3 separate regions of the Mus musculus genome follow, and all the other regions are linked to region 1. The links are chromatin contacts, called in public HiCAR-type and promoter capture Hi-C maps. All regions are on one chromosome and are shown on one strand. The core of a region is the stretch at or near the end of the contact, and the rest is flanking DNA. Distances in the headings are between cores, read along the strand shown. Region 1 holds the start of Itgb5 (integrin beta 5). Region 2 holds the start of Ccdc14 (coiled-coil domain containing 14). Region 3 has its middle 55 kb from the start of Snx4.

Region 1 (2,725 bases), core at 141-2,640:
TTTTTGAGGCAGGGTTTCTCTGTATAGATAGCCCTGACTGTCCTAGAACTCACTTTGTAGACCAGGCTGGCCTCGAACTCAGAAATCTGCCTGCCTTTACCTCCCGAGTGCGCCACCACGCTTGGCATGCAGCATGAATTCTACTGGATAATGGTTAGCAGCAAACATGATTTTTTTTCGAGACAGGGTTTCTCTGTGTAGCCCTAGCTGTCCTGGAACTCACTCTGTAGACCAGGCCGGCCTCGAACTCAGAAATCTGCCTGCCTCTGCCTCCTGAGTGCTGGGATTAAAGGCGTGCACCACCACACCCGGCCAAATATGACTTTTAAGTCATAACAAAGCAATGTAGGACAGAGTACGAATTTGCATATGGTCCAAGGATGAACTTTGAAGTTTGCTCTGGATTGGTTCACTTTTCCCTATGCACACACTACAAACTGGCTCCTGTCAGTGCCACCCAGTTAAGAGTTTGAAAGGTGGACACAACAAAGTTTTTAAGATTCAAACGCCTTAGGTAGGTTTTTGCACCTACACCGCCAAGTCCTGACCTTCTAGCTGCTGCTGCTGCTGCTTCTGCTGCTTCTTCTTCTTCTTCTTCCTCTTCCTCTTCCTCCTCCTCCTTCTTTTTCTTCTTCTTTTATTTATTTATTTTTTCTTTTGGTTTTTTCGAGGCAGGGTTTCTCTGTGTAGCCCTGGCTGTCCTGGAACTCACTCTGTAGACCAGGCTGGCCTCAAACTCAGAAATCTGACTGCCCCTGCCTCCCAAGTGCCGTGTAAAGTCGTGTGCCACCATGCCCAGCTCCAGCTGGTTCTTAATAGGCAAAGGTTAGGCTGCCTTACTTAAATCTGGATTTCAGGGAAAAAGCTAGCAGTCGCTTCCTCCAGTATATTAACCCTTGGTGGCTCAGTTTGCTCACCTAAACAACGGGAGGGATGTTAGCACTTATCACAGTGCCTGCTCACCAGGGTGCCCTCCGCTTCACCTGAACTTCCACGTTCCACGTGTCCTCCCCTGCCCATCCCAAGCGTGGCGTCTGGATTGAATATTCTCGGGCGAGGCCTGGCCTGGCATGCGCTTGTGGCATGACGAAATGGCCTGACAGATCCAAGCCGTAACTGCCCCACGATCCTGAAGTCAAAACTGAGATTGCTTTGGCCCAAGTAATCTCTGCAGGCCTAATGGAGCGCGCCCCGCCCCCTCCCAACTCCAAGACCGGGGAGGGAGACCCTAACTAGAAGTTTCGAACACCCGATCCCCACAAGTGGGTCAGCTGTGACAGCCACCTGGGCAACCCAGGATCTAGGCGTGCTGGCGGGTCCCGGTGCAGGGCGGAGCTGGTCCGGCCCGAGCTCGCCCCGCCCCGTCCCGCCTAGCCGTAAACTGACCGAGTGGCGGCCCGCAGGAGAGGGGGGAGGAGAAAGCAGAGAAGAGTGGGGGCTGGCGGCCGAGGAAAAAGGGAAGGGTCTCCGAGAGTAGACGCGCGGGGGACTCGGCGAGGGTGCGTCCGGAGCAGCGACAACTCCGAGCGTCCCAGCGGGCCAGCGAGGAGGATGGTGGCGGCCGGGCGCGGACCAGCCCGGCCGCGGGCGCCGTGAGCCGGAGCGCAGCGCCCGGCATGCGGCTGCGGTCCCCGGCCTCGGCCCCGCTCCGCCCCCGCCGAGCGCCCCAGCCGAGCGGCGCGCATCATGCCGCGGGTGCCCGCGACCCTCTACGCCTGTCTGCTCGGGCTCTGCGCGCTCGTTCCGCGCCTCGCAGGTAAGCCGCGCCGCCCCGCCGCGCGCTCCTCAACTTTTGCTCGCCCGCGGCCGCTTGCGGGAGCCGAGGGTGCAGTGCACCCCAGGGCGCTCCCAGAAGGGTCGGCGAGGCGCGGGCATCAGATCTGCGTGCGCTGGCGGGTTCCCTCCCGGGCTGAGGAGGAGCCTTCCCTTCCTGTGTAAACAGTGTGCGTCTGGTGGCGGAGCCCGAGGGCGCTGGGGACTTGGGAGGGGAAGCCTCCGGGCCCGGTGCTGGGGCCCTAGCTCTTCGCTCGCCTGCACAAAGCGGCCCTTGTGGCCCGCGGGGAGTGATGTGGGGGCCAAAGTGTGGCGACCGAGTCATCCCGGAGGTCTGTGGATAATGCAACTTTCGAAGTTTGCTCTAAATTGAAAGTTGTCATTACTCTCTGTAAGTCCGAAGTCGCTGCCCCACCTGGTACACCGCCATCTGATACTGTTCGGTACTGTGATTCACAAACACTGTGTCCGGACTGCGGAGGGGCTGCTGGCGCTACCTTAGCCGGATGCACCCTGGCGCTGATGCGGGAGCCCCCAGCTACCTGCGTTCAGTTTTCAGACTTGGGAGTGGCAATTAAGTTTAGGGACCGGACAGTGGTGGCACACGCCTTTAACCCTAGCATGCTACACAATGAGACCCTGTCTTAAAAAAAAAAATCCCTATAGGAAGAATGATAGTTGACGCTCCTACCTCTTCCAAACCTACCCACTCAAAGAGGAGTTTCCGAACTTTCCTCTTCCTGTCGGAAGTAATTGTGTATTGATTAAGAGTGCGCTATTCACTTTCAAGCCCGAGGTACTTGTTTGCCTCTCTGAGCCCAGTGGTTGCCTGGCTGCTTGAGGGGAGAACTCTGTTACCCCTACCCGTCTCATTTACATGAAGGAGGTTGAGGTTTCCATCTGAGAGCAAGGAGGGAGTTGAGGAAACCAAAAAATGTCGCTGAGGCCCCAG
Region 2 (2,725 bases), core at 143-2,642, 860 kb after region 1:
GTGGAATATGTATATGTGTATATATATGCATATAATTTTATTTATATAATGTATATATTTTTATTTTATTTATTTTTAAATTCTTACATGTATAGATGTTTTCCTTGTGTGTATGTCTGTGTACTACATGCTGGGGACCAGAGGCCAGAAAAGCGCACTGGATTCCCTGGAACTGAAGTTGTAGACAGCTGTGAGCTGATGCTAGGAATTGAACTCAGATCCTCTGCAGTTGTATCTAGTGCTCTTAACTTATGTGCTACCTATTCAGCTACATTTTAACTAATTTTTTTAAAAAGAATTATTTATTTATTTTATATATGTGAGTACACTGTAGCTGTTCAGACACACCAGAAGAGGGCATCAGATCCTATTACAGATGGTTGTGAGCCATCATGTGATTGCAGGGAATTGAACTCAGAATGTCTGGAAGAGCAGTCAGTGCTCTTAACCACTAAGCCATCTCTCCAGCCCCATTTAAATTCATTTTTTAAAAAAGGTTTATTTAAGTAGGGTGTGATAGCATACACCTTTAGCACCAGCATTAGGTAGGCAAAAACAGGAGGGTCTTTGTGAATTTCAGACCAGTATGGTCTACATTGTAAGTTTCAGGCCAAGCAAAATTATGCGCGCGCGCGTGTGTATACATATATATCCTTCTTTAAAATGTCGTATGCATATGTGAGTACCACTTGTACAACTGGTGCCTGAGGAGGCAGAAGAGAGTACTAGATCTTCTGAAATTGGAGTCACATGGTTGTGACCCACTACCTGTGGGTATCCAACCTGAGTTCTTTGCAAGGGCAAGAGTTGCTCTTATCCACTAAGTCTCTACAGGTCCCAGGGTTTTAAAATCAACACAACCCTTTTTTTTTTTTTTTTTTTTTTTAACAAAGGTAGCCATCTTACCATAGAAAGAAGAGTCAACCGGGTTAATTTCTCTCCAACTTGATTTAAAACAATCCCAAATATAGTGTCTCAAACACCATTCTCTATTTAGTGCAGCTATCAGTGGTAAAAAATACTGCCATCCTTTATCAACAGCAATTATCTCGATAGAAAAAGTAGACAGCCAAACCATTGAACACTGTTCAGGTTAGATTTCTATTGACTCTCAAGAACAAATACACTTAAAACAGTACACAAAGCTTCTGAAATCCAGCGGTAGTCCTTTACCCAATGGGCTAGCAGGCCCTGGTTCCCACTTCAACCAGTTTGAAGAATGCTGCAAAGCCAACGAGTTCCTCGCCCCGCCCCTCCCGCAAGGCCCCGCCCACATCAGGCCCCGCCCCCGCGTCCGCCCCGCCCCCCGGGCCGTCTGTTGGCCTCTCCCACTCTCCGCCTGGGCGTGGCAAGCTGGAGCACGCGGAGTCTGTTGCGCACGCCCAGGGCTCCAGGTTCCGACCCGAAGGAAAACCTTTTAGCGCCAAGGAGGCTATGAGTCCCGGCGGTCCGCGGCCTTCTTCCCGGAAGCGGAAGCTCAGGGGGCGGGACAAGGGAGGTCCGGACATCTCGGCGGTTAATTCTTTTTTTCTCAAGTATTCGTTTCCCTACGCCTGGGCTCTTCTGAGGCTGAGAGAAATGGTCAGGTCCGGATCTCGACCGGGCCAGGTGAGGGCTGCGGACCTGATGAGTCCACTGTGGGGTGGCGAGAGGCGAGGGGGATTTAGGAAGGTGCTAGAAAAAAAATAGTAACTGCGGCGCGCCCGAAGTGGTGAGGACGTCCCTAGATGAATGCTTTATTCAGGGCGGCCGTGCCAGTCTTCCAGAGCGCAGTTTGGTGTCAGACCCCGGGTTCGAAGCCCAGCCTTTATCACCAGTGCAGTGACCTCCTTCCCGCTCTGTGCTTTGCAGTTGTTTCCAATATTACGTAGTTATCCAGCAATTGTGCCTCTACAAAGCCAGTAATTTGCCCGACTTGGTCATTTGTCCGACTGCCTAATAACATCTCTATCAGAGAAGTTCTTAGGATCTTAGCTTGAGTTAATCCTCTCCCCGGATTCAGCTTCTCGGTGCTTCTCTTAACTGATCTTCTGTCTCTGTTGTTGGAGTCTCCCAGTAAGTGGCTGTACCCGCCCTCCGTTCTCAAACGCGTGACTCTTGATGTTCTCTAGTAACTGCTCCAAGTACGACAGGGAAACCCATTTTCAAGATACACATTTGGCTTGGAACAGAGCCATTTTGGATCCTTTGCAGTTCCCGCCCCATCCAATCAGGTCCAATAGAGCTAAACTAGTTTTAGCCCTGCTGTGCCCTGGGCGTTCTGACCTTTCGTGCTCCCACGTCTTTTCAAATTATGGTGGGCCTGTTAATTCTATTTTCCTTCTAGCCCTCATGTCAAGAACCGTCTCTAGAATATTTTTCCAACACCATCACATCTCCGCTAGTTGGGCGTGCTTCAGGCCACCTTCCGCATCTTGCAATCTTCCACAAATCACTTCATGTTGGACCTGGTGCTAGTCTACTACTAGAATATTTCATCTCTGTCTTGGAGATTTAGAAAGCACTTGGCATATAGTAGACTTGGGGTTTTACTTTGTTTCCCACCATTTAACAACATACCTATAATGTTGTCTTTCTTGCTAATGTATATTTTGCACTCCCCCCTCCCCCCCAAAAAAAAAACCCTGTCTTGAGACTTCCTTTTTTGAATGGTTGCATGTTGTCAATATGTCTAGGGAAATATGCTGTAGTCATCAAAGAAATGGAAGTTAAAATATTTTCTATC
Region 3 (2,725 bases), core at 168-2,667, 520 kb before region 1:
TTCCCGCATCAATTAGCAGTCAAGACAATGCTCCCAAAACATATCCATACGCCAGTCTGATGGAGGCAGTTCTTGAACTGGGGTTTCCGCCTCCCTGGCATGTCCAGTTGGCAACCATAGCCATGCTCCCTCCCTGAATCTTGGTCAGTGAACTCTGGGGTTCACCGGTTACTTCCTCCTCAGTGATGGGATGGGATCCTCAGTGTGCCCAGCTTTTGGGGTGGATTCTTTGGCCCTTGTGTCTGTGTGGCAAGCGCATTAGCGACAACTACCTCTGCACCCCTTATTTTTGTCAGCATCTTGTGTAGCCCAGGTTAGCAAACTCCAAGTCTTCCCATCTCAGCCTTCAAGTTTACAAGCATTACAGATGTGTGCCACCATGCTCAATTCATTTATAGATTTATAAAATTGGAATCTTCAGCTGTCTTCTGCTGAGTCATTCATTCTTAAAATCTTGCAGTGTTTTTGACTTAGTGCCCCCTTGTGCCGCCATCCAGGCAGCCCTCTCCCAGTCCTTGGGCTCCTGGCTGACTTTCTCTTTATTTGTTAAATATCACTTGCTAGATTTACCCACACCCCTCCTGATCGGGCTCTCTCTCTCACCTCTGGTCCACAGTGCCTGACCAACGTAGACTTAGGTTGTGCCTGACAATGTAGTGCCTGTCTGTAATATCACTGGGGTCAGTGACAGAAACCATGAGACCAGGAATCTATAAAAAAACATCTGGGAGGGGCTGGAGAGATGGCTCGACAGTAAAGAGCACTGGTTGCTCTTCCAGAGGACATGAGTTCAACTCTGAGCACCCATGTGGCAGCTTATAACTGTCTATAACTCCAGTTCCAGAAGATCTGACACCCTTATGCCAACATACATGCACATAAAACACCAATGCACATTAAATAAACAGACTAATAATAATACTTAATAATAATAAACAGTTGGAAACCACTCCGTGAGAGCAAGTTCTCCACCAAGACATTGAATAATTACAGGACACTAGGCATTTGATGGTCATTGGTTCTTTTGATTGTGACAATCTCCTGCCCCCATATAGAGAACTTTCTATTTTAGTATGTAGAAATTAGAATTTAGAGTAAACCTCGGTCAGGCTGGCTACCTCACTTATAGGCAGTCCCTGAACTCTAGCCCAGGGAAGGAACTCTGGTGGCTGTCCCATATGGCCAGCCCTGCACTCTAGGAGTGTGCCACTAGGTGGCAGCAAAGCTAACGGACCCAGGAGAAACCTCTGGTTGAAACTGGTTTTTGTTTTATAAAAGTAGCACGGACTTTTATTGATGTGACTAAAACTAGATTATTCAACAAAATAAACATTAACCAAGCAGGCACAGTCCATGTGGTAAAAGGGCAATAAAGTAAACAGACCTTTAAACTTGGACCTTTCTACCTACATTTTGGCAATGTAATTACTCAGAGGAGACTGTCTTCTGGGGACTCACCAGGCTTGGATGATACCTCACTGTCCTACGCAGTGAAGCCTTTTGAGGGGGAGTTGAGCTTGCCTGTCCTCTAAGGAGGGCTTCCAGGGAGAATCCAGGTGCTCTACCACTGAGCCACACATCCTAACCCAGTCCTTCTGAGAATAGGATTTGTCATGTTGTCCAGGCTGGGAATATACCCGAATGCCTCCAAAAACTATTTCAAAAAGAGAAATACACACTCCACTTGGGAGAATGAAGAGATGAGAAGTTTTCACACTTTTAGATTAGAAAGATGGTATAGTATGTCCTTGTGTTTTTGTCTTGGATATTTTTGTTGTTGTTATTTTATTGGGTTCTTATACCTACCACACTTCCAGTCCTTATTCCACCTTAATGCCTTCCATCCTCCCACCGCAACACTAGGTAAGAAAGAGGTTTAGAAGGGAAAGGTATAGACCTCTTTATACTACTTCCTGCTGACTAGGGGCATTGGGTTCCGTGGCAAATCCAATCTCTATCTTCAGGACATCTCCAACCAGCAATCCAGCAATAGCAAGTGCAGCAGAGCCCAGGAGGAAGCAGGAGGAACCAGAAGCAGCCTCCACACGCGTGCTCAGGGCTCTCGCATTTATACCCTCTCAAGAGTCGCCAGAATTCCAAATATAAACAATTTTTTAGCTGGCAAAGATCACACCCCTCCTAGAATATGAAAAAAAAATCACAGCAGCTGTGGACAAACTAAAGGAACCTCTATCCCACACCTGAGATTAAAACAAAAACATGCACATAGCATAACTGGGTTTTTTTTTTTTTTAAGAAACCAAGATTCACCATATATTCTTCAACACACACACATCATGAAGGACTTAAAAGGTTGTTTTTCTGCTTGCCTCTGCTGACAAAGCAGTTGGCACGGAGCCAGACCATACCCACTCAAGCCTCGAGGACAGGGTACTTGGGACTGGCACACAGACATCTCTCTTCACATGGTCAGCCTACGAGCAGCCCGGCCCCACACTCAGTGTTTTGCGGACAGAGATCTTTGAACTCACAGCATGGGTTGGTCACTGGCAGGTGCCGGTCTCATCGTGCTTGTCTGTCTACTCCACAGCCAGAGGAGAAGCTTCAGGCCCCAGACATCACTGTAAAGCTGGAGGCTGCTCCTCCCTGCAGCTGCCAGCACAAGTCAAATATGGCCTAGTGGTCCACAAGTGCCAGTCGCTCGGCTGGCATCAGCTCTCCCCTGAGCCATGGCCACCCCTGCTCTCTTCACATCCTAGTCCAG

The links. Promoter capture Hi-C pulls out the DNA fragments that hold promoters and counts their contacts. HiCAR-type assays count read pairs that join an accessible place to other places.
Region 2: a contact with region 1 is called in a promoter capture Hi-C map of embryonic stem cells, with 2.2 times the contacts expected there. The contact joins the promoter of Ccdc14 here to the promoter of Itgb5 in region 1. A contact is called at or near these places in 4 of 39 promoter capture datasets (embryonic stem cells, liver and pre-B cells).
Region 3: a HiCAR-type map of kidney shows a contact between it and region 1, with 3 times the contacts expected there. The contact joins the enhancer-like site here to the promoter of Itgb5 in region 1. A contact is called at or near these places in 7 of 115 datasets of contacts at active chromatin or transcription factors (craniofacial prominence, embryonic basal ganglia, embryonic forebrain and 4 more) and 1 of 9 other capture datasets (embryonic stem cells).

What each region holds. Positions count from the first base shown.
Region 1 is chr16:33,828,275-33,830,999 of GRCm38.p6, forward strand. It overlaps Itgb5 (integrin beta 5), which reads left to right and starts at 1,391. Exons shown (of 15, transcript NM_001145884.1): 1 at 1,391-1,756. The coding sequence starts at 1,687.
Region 2 is chr16:34,689,224-34,691,948 of GRCm38.p6, forward strand. It overlaps Ccdc14 (coiled-coil domain containing 14), which reads left to right and starts at 1,393. Exons shown (of 13, transcript NM_172824.3): 1 at 1,393-1,608. The coding sequence starts at 1,435. It overlaps Gm35150 (a long non-coding RNA gene), which reads right to left and starts at 1,483. Exons shown (of 4, transcript XR_876043.1): 1 at 1,415-1,483.
Region 3 is chr16:33,305,539-33,308,263 of GRCm38.p6, forward strand. No RefSeq gene overlaps it. Among named protein-coding and RNA genes, the nearest start is that of Snx4, 55 kb to the left of the region's middle. Within about 2 kb of position 1,418, at least 34 of the 459 cell types and tissues checked have an H3K27ac peak or open chromatin away from gene starts, as enhancers often do. A contact at or near this core is called in kidney, where this site is marked.